Regions from separate parts of the Mus musculus genome. Here regions 1, 3 and 4 are each linked to region 2. Evidence: chromatin contacts called from public Hi-C, HiChIP or PLAC-seq and promoter capture Hi-C data. All regions are on one chromosome and are shown on one strand. The core of a region is the stretch at or near the end of the contact, and the rest is flanking DNA. Distances in the headings are between cores, read along the strand shown.

Region 1 (2,700 bases), core at 46-2,545, 320 kb before region 2:
GATACTCAGGAGAGGGTCTTGTGACCCTCCCACCCCACTCCTCCATGAGGAGATGTAAATGGCCAAGAATCTCAGCTAGGATGATTATTTTGCAAGGGGCACAAGTGAATTTCCCAAGATGGCAGTTGCTTGGCTTGGAGGATACTCATGCACAAGGGACTCACTCTCATTCATGAAGGCTCCATCTTTTTGACATTCACACTCTTTCCACAAGGCCCTGTCTATTGGTGTCGTCACCTTGTCCATAGATGCTCAGCATGTGAGTTTTGGTAGGACACACATATTCAGACCGTGATAGCTTTTCCTTCTCACCGGAAGCCTGGTTGGTTTCTACTGCTCTTAACATACTGTTGAACTTCGCTTCTGGTTTTTCATTAACTTGTCCTCAATTTGGCTCTCTGGTCACCCAAGCTTCCCATTCCCAGAATTGTCCGCTCTCCTTCCGAACTGAATTCTAGGTGGCAAGAGAATGTTAGGGCCAGATTGCTCCTGCCTGGCTGTGTGACCAAGGGGCAGGTACTAACTAGCATAGCCCTCAGTTTCCCCATACGCGCTGCGAGGGAACTGGATTGCAGAAACTCCAGGCTCCCAGTTCTAAAGCTTTGGCCATTTCATTTTGAAAGACACTCTTTTCCTCCCCCTCACTGAACAGCCTTCTGGTGCAGCTGAATTGTCTCACTGTGAATGCCTGGACACACGAGTCATGCATGGGAAGGGGCCACGGGTGGGGATGGACTTTCATCCATTCCGTACATCCTGTCACCATTCATTTCTTTGTTTTCAAGGGCACGGGCAGGTGACAGAGGAAGGGCGTTTTGTTCTACGAAAGCTCTCTACCAGCTAGCAAACGTTCCTGTAATAAATCACAGCCCCTTCCATCTCTGCAGCCACTTCCTTCTTGCCCCCACACTTTCCTCGCTGACGCAGGAACTATGCACGAACACTGCAATGAATACTTACTGTTGGCCACTTTCAGAAGGGGCTAGGGTGACAGGTGGAGGAAAGGTGTCTCCATGGCCTGCCGACTCTGAGGATTTAGCTCCTTGTGACCTAAGAGACCCGTCTGTGGAGCTGGAAAGGTTCCAGAAAAATCTATGCCATCCAATACTGGAAGAGTACAAGCACCTACTGAGCACTTGCTAACTGAAAGCGAGGCTTGAGGTTCCACAGGGCTTTAAGCTATAGGAGGTGGGAGGTTCTCAGCAACAAATTCCCAGGATTCAGCCCTCACTACCCTCTGAGACTGATGTCTATTTAAGGTCAGGGAAGCATTCAGCCCGCCCCCCAGGAGGCGGGGCTAGAGTCTTGGTGGGAGGAGCCATCTGGGGAGGCAGCTTTCTCCTGCAAACACCTCAGTGACTCAGACAGATTCGCTCAGTGGACTTGTGCAACTTGTGGACACCGCACATTGTATAACTCCCAAACTGAAGGCAGGGACACCGCCCACCCGCACAGGTGTGCACCATAACGGATGTGGATGGATTCATACCCAGCGTCCGAGTCGTTGAGTAGAAGCCAGGACTTGCAGGTTTGGGAGGTTCCCATTCAGCCTCTCCAGGAAAAACAAAAAAACAAAAACAAAAACAAAAAACAACCAACCAAACAAAAAAAAACCCCACAGAAAACCGAGGGCTTAGGGCAAACAAATGCGTGAGTACTAGCTCCCCCTTTGCCTGGGGTCCTGGCAAGTACTGCTGGTTGATCCTGCTTGGTGCTTCAGTTTCCCCCATTTACCCAGTGGGACCTTAAGGCTCTATAACCGGAAAACAAGAGTTCACATTAGTTCGATAAGTCCTGAGGCTGAGCATAGACTGTGGATACTCATTTCTCCACACTGGGGTTAGCCCAGGTTGGCCAGTTGGGCTCCCACAGCCGTCCCTGACTCCACAAAATAGGATCTCTCTCCATAGTTGGTTTCCTGCGGCTTCAGGTGTGTGTGTGTGTGTGTGTGTGTGTGTGTGTGTGTGTGTAGAGTTTTCACCTTTGCTCTCTTGATCTTATCCAACAAGCATCACAGAGGTGGTCGGAGCAAGCGTGAACCTGAGCAGTTAGGGATCCAGAACAAACGACAGCTTTTATTTTATTTTATTTAATTTTAAATGCAGCTGTTTGCTTTTGCCGGATGATACATTTTAACAATAATAACTTTTTTTAAAAAAAATCCTGAAATGGAAGAAATGTAGCATAAATTTCATAAGACTTGGAAGAATTTGGACCATCAATTTTATTTCTTTATTCAAGTAACATGATGACTTTTGTGCCAAGTCTGTTCAACTATGATTGCTGAGTGGCGTTGAAGATGTAGAGCCTGACCTTTCAAGAGTCCATAGTTTAGAATAAAAATAAGAAGCCAGGAGCCTGGAGTGTTGCCTGTCATCCCAGCACTAGGGAGGTTGAAGCCTAAAAGGTGTAGGATGGAAGGGGTTCAAGGTCAGCATGGACCATGTAGCAATACCACGTCTCAAAAACAGACAGACAGACAGACAGACAGACAAAGAAAAAGACTAGGTGTGTAGTTCAGTTGGTAGAGTGCTTGCCAAGTGTGCTGGAAGCCCTGGGTTCATTCCTAGCTCCACATCAGCTGGACATGGCGGTACAAGCCTGTAATTTTAACACCCAGGGGACAGAGGCCCTAGGATGGCTAGGAATTCAAGGACATCTTTGGCTACCTATCAAGTTTGAGGCTAGCCCAGGCTATAT
Region 2 (2,700 bases), core at 105-2,604:
CAAACCATATGTCCCTGTCTCTCGAGAAAGCCAGCTCTCTTCAAAGAGTTTGCGTGTTCTGGCTTCCTAGAAAGAACATCTTTATAACTATGGGTCTGACCCCAATGGAGTCACAGAACTAAATGTGAGTCACAAAAGCAACAGCAAACATCTTCTGAGTTTAGTGACCAAAAAACTGATTTAAATCAAGTGCGTAACAAGTCCAAGGTTTTTCCACCCGTGTGGTAACGAGGCCACCTCAGGTGTAAACATGGTGTGTGTGTTCGCATGACAAGAGTTCAAAAAAGAAGACTCAACTCTCAAAAGTGTCTGTGGAAGGCACTCACAAGCCTCAGGTCACAGCAAACCTCGTTCTCAGCCCCTCCCCTCCTCCAGAAGGTTCAGTGAGTAAAGTTACTTGCTGCATAGCCTGACTACCTGGGTTCCATCTCTTGAACCCACACGGTGGAAGAGTTGATGCTTGAAGGTAGTCATGTGACCTCCACACACCCTCTGTGGCACACACGTCTGTATACACACACAAATAAGTGTATGGGAAGTGAAAGAAAATTCGCACACTGAATACTGGTCTCTTGACAATACGACCACAATGAATGAAGCAAACTCTTCAACACGTTTTAGTTTGTTTTAATGGATGAATGTGGTCAATGTCCGCCACACAAACTCAGGTACTCCCAGAGATCCCTGGAAGAACCTGGAGTGATAGGAGGTTGTGAAATACTCCGCAGGGACTCTGGGAACCAAACTTTGTTCCTCTGGAAGAGCAGAAGGTACTCCAACACAAGGTGTAACCCAGGCTGGCCTCAACTCCTGATATTCCTGCTTCTGCCTCTTCAGCATATCCTACTAGCAACGGACACCAGAACCAGCTCAATAATGAACTTCCTAACTTCAGCAGGTGACTCTCGTTTGCAGACACTCACGGGATGTTCTGGCATGGTTCTCCTTTCTTCCACTAGCATCTGCAACGTAAGCCTCACCACTCCCAATATAGCCTCCTGTGGTGCGTGGGTTCCGTATCTCCCACTGTGACACCCCAACCTCCTCGGACATCCCCATCCAAAGTCTTCCTGCCTCCCACGCAGGTCTCCACTCTGCAGACTGCGCGCTTACAAGGCACGAGTGTCTGACGGCGAGGGGACAGAAATGATGCTCCGCGCCCCGGGGACGCCTCCTGGGGCCCAATGCGTCCCTGGGCACGGAGGGGGGGGCAACATCGGATTGTCCACTCGTGGCAGGCTGGGAACGCTGAAGGAAGGTTGCACTTCTGACCCAGCACCGGGCGCAGTAAGTCAACGTCCGACTCGCCCGAACTATCTACAGGGCCAAGCCCCGACCCGGAAGCGCGAGCGCACTCCGGCCGCTCTAGGAGTTCCGGAGGCCTCATCTCGGTGATAACACCGCCCCACCACTTGTCGGTCCAGCGGAGTAGGAGGGGTTTGATGTGGCTCAGGGCGCCTGCGCACTTGCGCAGACTCCCGCGCATCTGCTCTGAAGATCTGAGAGGTGCGCTTTGAGACGTTTGGGTGCGTGCGCATCTGGGCAGCAGGTGGTAAGCGTTGCCCGCTCCGGGCAGAAATTATACAAATTCGCTTGAGCGATCTCTCTGGTACCAATTTTAAATAGCAACATTGATTGGGGAAAAAAAAAAAATCACACCCCCACAAATAAAGATTGGACATCAGTGTGCAGTTTCTCATGCTGATACGGCCGGAAAATTAGCTTAGCCGGTCACTTCTCAGCACCAGGTGGCTCAACTGAGCACCAGAAATCTAACGGCCTCTTCTGGACTGCCTGACCCTGCACTCACAGCATATACCCACAAAGACACAAATCATCCTGAAAAGTATTTTCATAGACTCAGCAGTTAATAACACCTGTTGCTCTTGCAAAGGGCCAAGACTCAATTCTAACAGCCATATGGTGGCTCACAATCCTATTCTAAGGGACCCAACATTCTCAGACACCACAATGAGGCACAGACCTAATATGCTGGCAAAACTCATTTGCATAAAACCCCAAACTTTAAAATGGTAAAGCAGTAAAAATGATAAGGTAGGAAAAGCTTATTTCTTACTGGACACGATGGTACTTATCTGTAATGCTAGCACTACAAAGGCCTAGACAGGAACCAGAAGCCCTACCTCAGACAATGTTCAAGGTGTGTGGTGGTTGATGGCCTATGCTGGAGGCTAAAGCATGAAGTCCCCTGGAGGCGGACAATGGTGGTGCACGCCTTTAATCACAGCACTTGGGAGGCAGAGGCAGGCAGATTTCTGAGTTGAGGCCAGCCTGTTCTACAAAGTGAGTTCCAGGACAGCAAGGGCTATACAGAGAAACCCTGTCTCGAAAACAAAAGACAGACAGACAGACAGACAGACAGGCAGAAAGAAAGAAAGGAAGAAAGAAAGAAGAAAGTCAGTCAGGCCCCTGGAGCTCAGAAGCCAGAAAAGCAAAGTGAGACCTTGTTTCCTGAAAGTTATCAAGTCCACAGCAGTCCCAACGCTAAGAAATCCTTCATAAATACCCCTGAAAACCAATCACCAAATACCTCACTGAAGTAACCATGCTTTTGAAACTGCTGGCTCCCAGGCACTGTTGTCCTTGATTTCAGTCCCCTCCTCCCCTGTCCCCTTACCTCAGGCTATACCAGTAAAGCCAGTTCCAGGTGCTAAGTTCTTAACCACCAGCATTTCAGTG
Region 3 (2,700 bases), core at 40-2,539, 460 kb before region 2:
GCCAATTTGATCCTGACACGCTGAGTCTGTGTTTGCCGTGGCTTTTCCCAGGAGCTCCATGCAGCACAAGAGGCTGTGTGACGAGACAGTGTGCACACTGCACACATTCACACTGCACATGGCACACGGCACAGCCAAGGCCTCAGCATCGGCAGCGATGCGCCACAGGCAGTGCTGCAAACGCCCCATTCCTGAGGCACTGCATGGTGTGTTTGGTTTGGTTTTTTGAGATTGTAATAATTTGATTTTAACACTTCTCCCTTTCCTCCCCCTGAATCCTCGCGTGTACCCCTCCCTACTCTCCCCCAAATTCTTGGCCTCTTTTTCACTGTATTGCATGCATACATTTTTGTATTACATATATATTCCCAAACATAACCTGTTGAATCCATAGCATGTTACCTGCACGTATGTTTTCAGAACTGACCACTTGGCAAGGGACATCCAGTTGGTGTGCTCTTTCCTGGGGAAGACCCCTACCCCACTCCCAGCTTCACTCCGTACGGGATTCGAGACAATTTGGCATCAAGCCTCAGGAAGCCAGTTCCTCACCAGCTTTCCTCTGACCTCTGACTTCCAGTTCCACGGCTCCATGTGCTCTCAGGACCCATAGTTGAAGGGCTTGGGATAAACATAGATCAAGTCAGATATCCAGGCCCAGCCTTCTAGGGATAGCACTCTTAAAGTCATTGCTAGGACCCCACTGAAGCTGCCCTGCTTTGGGAGTTAGCTCCTCCAAATGTCCTCCTAAAGGGTCCATTTCCAGAGTGTTCCAAGACTGTGCCCCATGGCACCATGGCTTCTATCCCAGCTGAGCGACTGCTGCTCCCCACTCCTTCCTGACTCACTCAATGGTGCTGGGCCCTTGCCCCATGTCACCTGTGCCTCTCCCTCTGCTTTATTCATGGCGTATGTTCATCCCTGCTTCAAAGAGGCTCTCAAAGTGCCACTCAACACGGGTTTTGTTCAGGACACTACTTTTATTTATGCTAAACCAGTAGCACTTGCTGTCTCTCTAGGAGCAGGAGCTAGAAACAGATCGTATTAATCGCAGCTCTAGAATATTTGATTTTTAAGTACCACAGAAGTTTTGATGCCACTTAAAAAAAAATCACTATTATGTCCAGAACCCAAGGCTGGTTATGAACTCCTAAAAGGCCTTTTGTGTGATGGGTATGGGCAGGTTTTAATGAAATTTGAGTGTCTCTAGAGATCACAGATACTTGGGCCTTTAACATTGTGGCGTTGCTTAGCAACCTGGAAGTCATTACCTCCCAGGCACTGTAACAACAGGCTGCACTTTCCTTGCTGGTCTCTGATGAAAATGTAATGGAGACAATCCCTTTCTAAGGGCTCCACTCCAGAGCAGGCGGCAAAGTGGATTTTTTAATTCTCTTTACAGCCTGGGCAGTTTTTAATCCAGTATAAAAAGCATTGTCTCCTGACTGCCACGGTAACCGAACGAAGCATATTCTCAGGTGTTCTTAAGAGCAAGACTCCTGTTGTGACTCTGTAGAAACTGCTCACAGATGCGGCCTCAGCACGTTGTCAAGACCATCATATTTACTGTCGACTGTCAGTTAACACAGGGTGTCTCCTTAGTTCATTCCACCAAGATGTTTGAAGATCTTAGGCCGGTCTGAAGAATATACCAATGTCATACACTTTAGAGGTATAAGAGTAACGTTAACCTGAATTACTGAAAAGTTGGATTTACGGAAAAATACGTTTTTCAAAGTTCTTATAGAAGAGTCTTGTGTTGTGCAATAAGCAGACACTCTGTGCATTAAGTCCCCAGATGCACTGTTCAGGAGCCCAAAGGACACAGCACACAACACAAACCTGTTGGCGGATGGGTAGATGCAGCATGGTATGTCCACGTAGTAGCCCATCAGTTGGCCGTCGGAAGTGAAAAGCTTTATAGATGGATCTCGGAAGCAGTAGGTGGTTAATTAAAGTCAAACTCAGAAGCCCGACTGCCTGGCTCTTGTCACATAGAAGGTGGGGGCTGGGTAACAATATCCTGAAAAATCTATAAAGCTGCAGAACGAGATACCAGGAGCTGCAGTATGGGCGCTGTATCTGCCCGCTGGTGGGCGTGCCTGGCTTTCTGAGCTGATGGGGTTTTCTGGAATTGATGTGGAGACGGTGGAAAGAGCGTGGAGTTCCTGGGCAGCATTAAGTTGTATACTGTGAGATGTTAAGTTTAATGACACATGGGGTTTTTGGCTTGTTTGTTTTTTGTTTTTAACAAATTGAAACGCCAAAAAGAAAAAGAGAAAAGAGCTTAGCTAACTTGGGAAGCCTGGCAAGGAGATGAGGGGAATGTGTGTGTCAAGGGTGAGGAGGGCAAAAGGGATAAGAGGGTGTGGTGTCCTGCTGCATGTCCAAATACACACATGCACACATCACAAACTAATATAGCTATAAAAATGAGTCAGAGTGTGAAACGACACTGACAACAGGAAAGCACCAGGTTGAGAGGTCTCTAATAGACAGCACTGGCCTGAGAGAGTGTTTAGGACTGAGGAGCCTAGTCCACCACAGGCAGGAAACAGGTGCCCCAGGAAGCTTCCGAGGAGTCTCAGCCCTGGACCACGAGACTCTCAGCAGCTAAAGTAGCCGCCTTCACGCCTGGCAGGCTGAGTTTGGTCCTGGGACCCATGGAAGAATGGAGAGAGTGTGTTCCATAACATTGTC
Region 4 (2,700 bases), core at 30-2,529, 470 kb after region 2:
CCCAGCGAGCTTAGTTTTCTTATAGTGATGGAGACGAAGGTGCTTTCCTGAAAGGCCACACCTCCAACTTCAAGTTTCGATTTATTTTAGTAGCATACCTTATTATACACGACTTAAAGAAAGCTGAATATTCCAATTTTTTAAGTGTGAGAATAGATCAAAACAACCAGTAAGGGCTAGAGACTAGTCCAAAGTGTATTCTTCCAGAGGGACCATAAGGTTCCCAGCACCCATACAGAAAGGGGTGCTCACAGCTCCAGCTCCAGGAGATACCAACGTTCTCTTTTGGCCTTCTTCGGCATCTGCACTCTTGTGCACCTACCCCCAACACACATAGATAAAAATAAACACTAAAAGCACAATGAGCAAATCGTACTACGCAAAACACGATGGGAGTAAGCAGCATTTCAACAGCCAAATAGTACCACAATTTCTACCACCCCACAGCAAAAAGAAAAACAACAAAATGTCTACGTCCAACACACATCAAAAAGGGAAAGATGGCGGGCCAGAGAGAAAAAAAGTATGCAGTTTTGAAAGACATGGTCCTGGGAGCCACAGCGGTTATCTTTTAAAGACTTCCAAAAAGCTCCAGACATAGGGGAGCACACTCCTTTAGCACTTCGGAGCCAGCCTGGTTTAAATAGCGAGTTTCAGCCCTATCTGAAACACAGTGAGGCCCCGACTCAAAAAAACAAGAATTTTTAAAAGATATTCATCCCCCAAAGCCATGCATCCTCGCCCCACTGAGGCACATCCCAGCCCGGGCCCGCCCTGCACAGCCCCACCTCCGTTTATGGTTGGCAGCAAGAGACTCCGCCCCGCCCCGCCCCCGTCTCCACCAATGGCAGCCCGGCAGCGCAGCCAACCCGACGGAAGGGCGTGGCCTTGGTGAACCCCGAAAGCTAAGGCAGAAGCCTGCAGGGAAGCCGGTCAGGGAAGGTGTCCTGCGGCGGGCGGCTCGAGGTGCCCCGAGGCGCTCTCATCAGTTGCCGTTAGAATATTCTAGAACTAGAATGTTCTCGAAGCACTGTCCCCTGCCCCACAATGCCGCTCCCGTCCCGGTCCCCCTGCTCCCACGAACTCACCATGAGCGTCTCCACCGTGTCCTCTACATCCTGCGACTGCAGCAGCGCCGAGCGTGCCTTCTCGATCACTGGGGACGCGAGCCCGGCCCCGGCGACTGAGAGGCTCCGGGGCTCCGCGCTCACGCCCATCCCTCCCCGCCTGCCCGCCCGGCCTCAGGTCTCATTACCCGAGACAAGCGGCTCGATGTTTCCGGGGGAGGGGAAAGCAGAAGGAAAAAGGTGAGATCCCGCTTCCGGTGACATAGCGTATCCGGCGACGAGATCTCATCGCCACCTGGTGGCTGCACTTAAAACTGCAGGGTCCGTGATTCTCAGTTGCAGAGCCTTCTGCTCGGCGCTTTTTTTTTTTTAAATATTTTTCTTATTAAATATATTTATTTATTTATTTATTCTTAAAGCGCTTTTTGAAATGGGTGACTGGCTGAGTTTTAATTGTATTTAATTTATTTAAGAGCTGAAGGACCGCCGGGCAGTAGAGGCACACGCCTTTAATCCCAGCACTTGGGAGGCAGAGGCGGGCAGATTTCTGAGTTCAAGGCCAGCCTGGTCTACAGAGTTCCACGACAGCCAGGGCTATACAAAGAAACCCTGTCTCAAAAAGAAAAAGAAAAAGGAAAGGAAAGAAAAGAAAAGAAAAAGAACTGAAGCAGGATGAATGCCTTCTCTTTAGACACAAATTTTTAAAAATACAATTCACATTTCTTCTTTTTTGTTTTCTTTATTTTTATTTTTTCAAGACAGGGTTTCTCTGTATAGCCCTGGCTACCTGGAACTCACTAGCTACCCCTGTGTCTCTCTGTGTGGAGACCAGGCTGACCTTGAACTCGTAGAGCTCCACCTGCCTCTTTAATCCCAAGTGCTGGGATTAAAGGCGTGTATACCATGCCTGACTTATTTTTAGTTGTATGTGTGGGTATGTACGTGTGAATGTAGCTTCTTGCAGAGGCCAGAAGCTCACAGGCAGTCCTGAGCTGCCCTGTCTGGGTGCTGGAAACCAACCTCAGGTCCTCTACAAGTGCTCTAACCCAGGCTCTCAAGCCTTGTCTTTATGCTTTTTATATGTTTATTTTGTTCTGTTGTTTAGTTTTTCAAGACAAGGTTTTTCTTTTTTCTTGAGACAGGGTTTCTTTATATAGCCCTGGCTGTCCTGGAACTCACTCTGTAGACCAGGCTGGCCTTGAACTCAGAAATCCACCTACCTCTGCCTCCCAAATGCTAGGATTAAAGGTGTTTGTAGACGCCCGACTCGACAGCAAGAAGGACGCCACAACAGGATTCTTCTGCACACGTTTATTGGGAGAGCTTGATAGTGAAAGCAAAAGCGAAAGACCCCGAGCCCAAAAAACCAGTGCTGCTTATATAGGCCTAGGACAGGCATGTCTACACCCAATTGGTTATGCTTTCAGTACCTCATTTACATGCCTCGGGGCCAGGTCGTGACTCAGCAAAAAAACTCTACTGAACATGCACACATTGGTTGTTTACCCATATTCATGGGCGTCAGCTTATTGAAACCAGCGCCATCTTGTAATGGTGTTTATTGGCTTCCCACATCTCCCCCTTTTTTATTTAATAGAAAAAGGCCTAATCCGATGATCTAGTCTTGCACTTC

The links. Promoter capture Hi-C pulls out the DNA fragments that hold promoters and counts their contacts. Hi-C and Micro-C count contacts between places; a contact is called where the count stands out from the background. HiChIP or PLAC-seq counts read pairs in DNA pulled down with a chosen protein or histone mark.
Region 1: a promoter capture Hi-C map of liver shows a contact between it and region 2, with 4 times the contacts expected there. The contact joins the enhancer-like site here to the promoter of 5830454E08Rik in region 2. A contact is called at or near these places in 2 of 39 promoter capture datasets (both in liver) and 5 of 115 datasets of contacts at active chromatin or transcription factors (embryonic basal ganglia, embryonic stem cells, pancreatic cancer cells and 1 more).
Region 3: a contact with region 2 is called in an H3K4me3 HiChIP or PLAC-seq map of embryonic limb bud, with 4 times the contacts expected there. The contact joins the enhancer-like site here to the promoter of 5830454E08Rik in region 2. A contact is called at or near these places in 6 of 39 promoter capture datasets (the 3T3-L1 cell line, cranial neural crest, epiblast stem cells and 3 more) and 5 of 115 datasets of contacts at active chromatin or transcription factors (embryonic basal ganglia, embryonic limb bud, embryonic stem cells and 1 more).
Region 4: a contact with region 2 is called in a Hi-C map of the G1E-ER4 cell line, with 4 times the contacts expected there. The contact joins the promoter of Slc25a38 here to the promoter of 5830454E08Rik in region 2. A contact is called at or near these places in 7 of 39 promoter capture datasets (the HPC-7 cell line, embryonic stem cells, erythroid cells and 4 more), 22 of 484 Hi-C or Micro-C datasets (CD4 T cells, the G1E-ER4 cell line, bone marrow and 13 more), 10 of 115 datasets of contacts at active chromatin or transcription factors (effector CD8 T cells, embryonic forebrain, embryonic stem cells and 7 more) and 3 of 9 other capture datasets (adipose tissue, liver and pancreatic islet).

What each region holds. Positions count from the first base shown.
Region 1 is chr9:120,892,261-120,894,960 of GRCm38.p6, reverse strand. No RefSeq gene overlaps it. Among named protein-coding and RNA genes, the nearest start is that of Gm51664, 9.8 kb to the left of the region's middle. Within about 2 kb of position 1,295, at least 16 of the 459 cell types and tissues checked have an H3K27ac peak or open chromatin away from gene starts, as enhancers often do. A contact at or near this core is called in liver, where this site is marked.
Region 2 is chr9:120,575,985-120,578,684 of GRCm38.p6, reverse strand. It overlaps 5830454E08Rik (RIKEN cDNA 5830454E08 gene), which reads right to left and starts at 1,354. Exons shown (of 1, transcript NR_073359.1): 1 at 612-1,354.
Region 3 is chr9:121,036,745-121,039,444 of GRCm38.p6, reverse strand. The region is part of intron 35 of Ulk4 (unc-51-like kinase 4); the gene reads left to right. Among named protein-coding and RNA genes, the nearest start is that of Gm34945, 61 kb to the right of the region's middle. Within about 2 kb of position 1,289, at least 24 of the 459 cell types and tissues checked have an H3K27ac peak or open chromatin away from gene starts, as enhancers often do. A contact at or near this core is called in embryonic limb bud, where this site is marked.
Region 4 is chr9:120,108,961-120,111,660 of GRCm38.p6, reverse strand. Slc25a38 (solute carrier family 25, member 38) reads right to left here and starts at 1,279. Exons shown (of 7, transcript NM_144793.2): 1 at 1,089-1,279. The coding sequence starts at 1,217.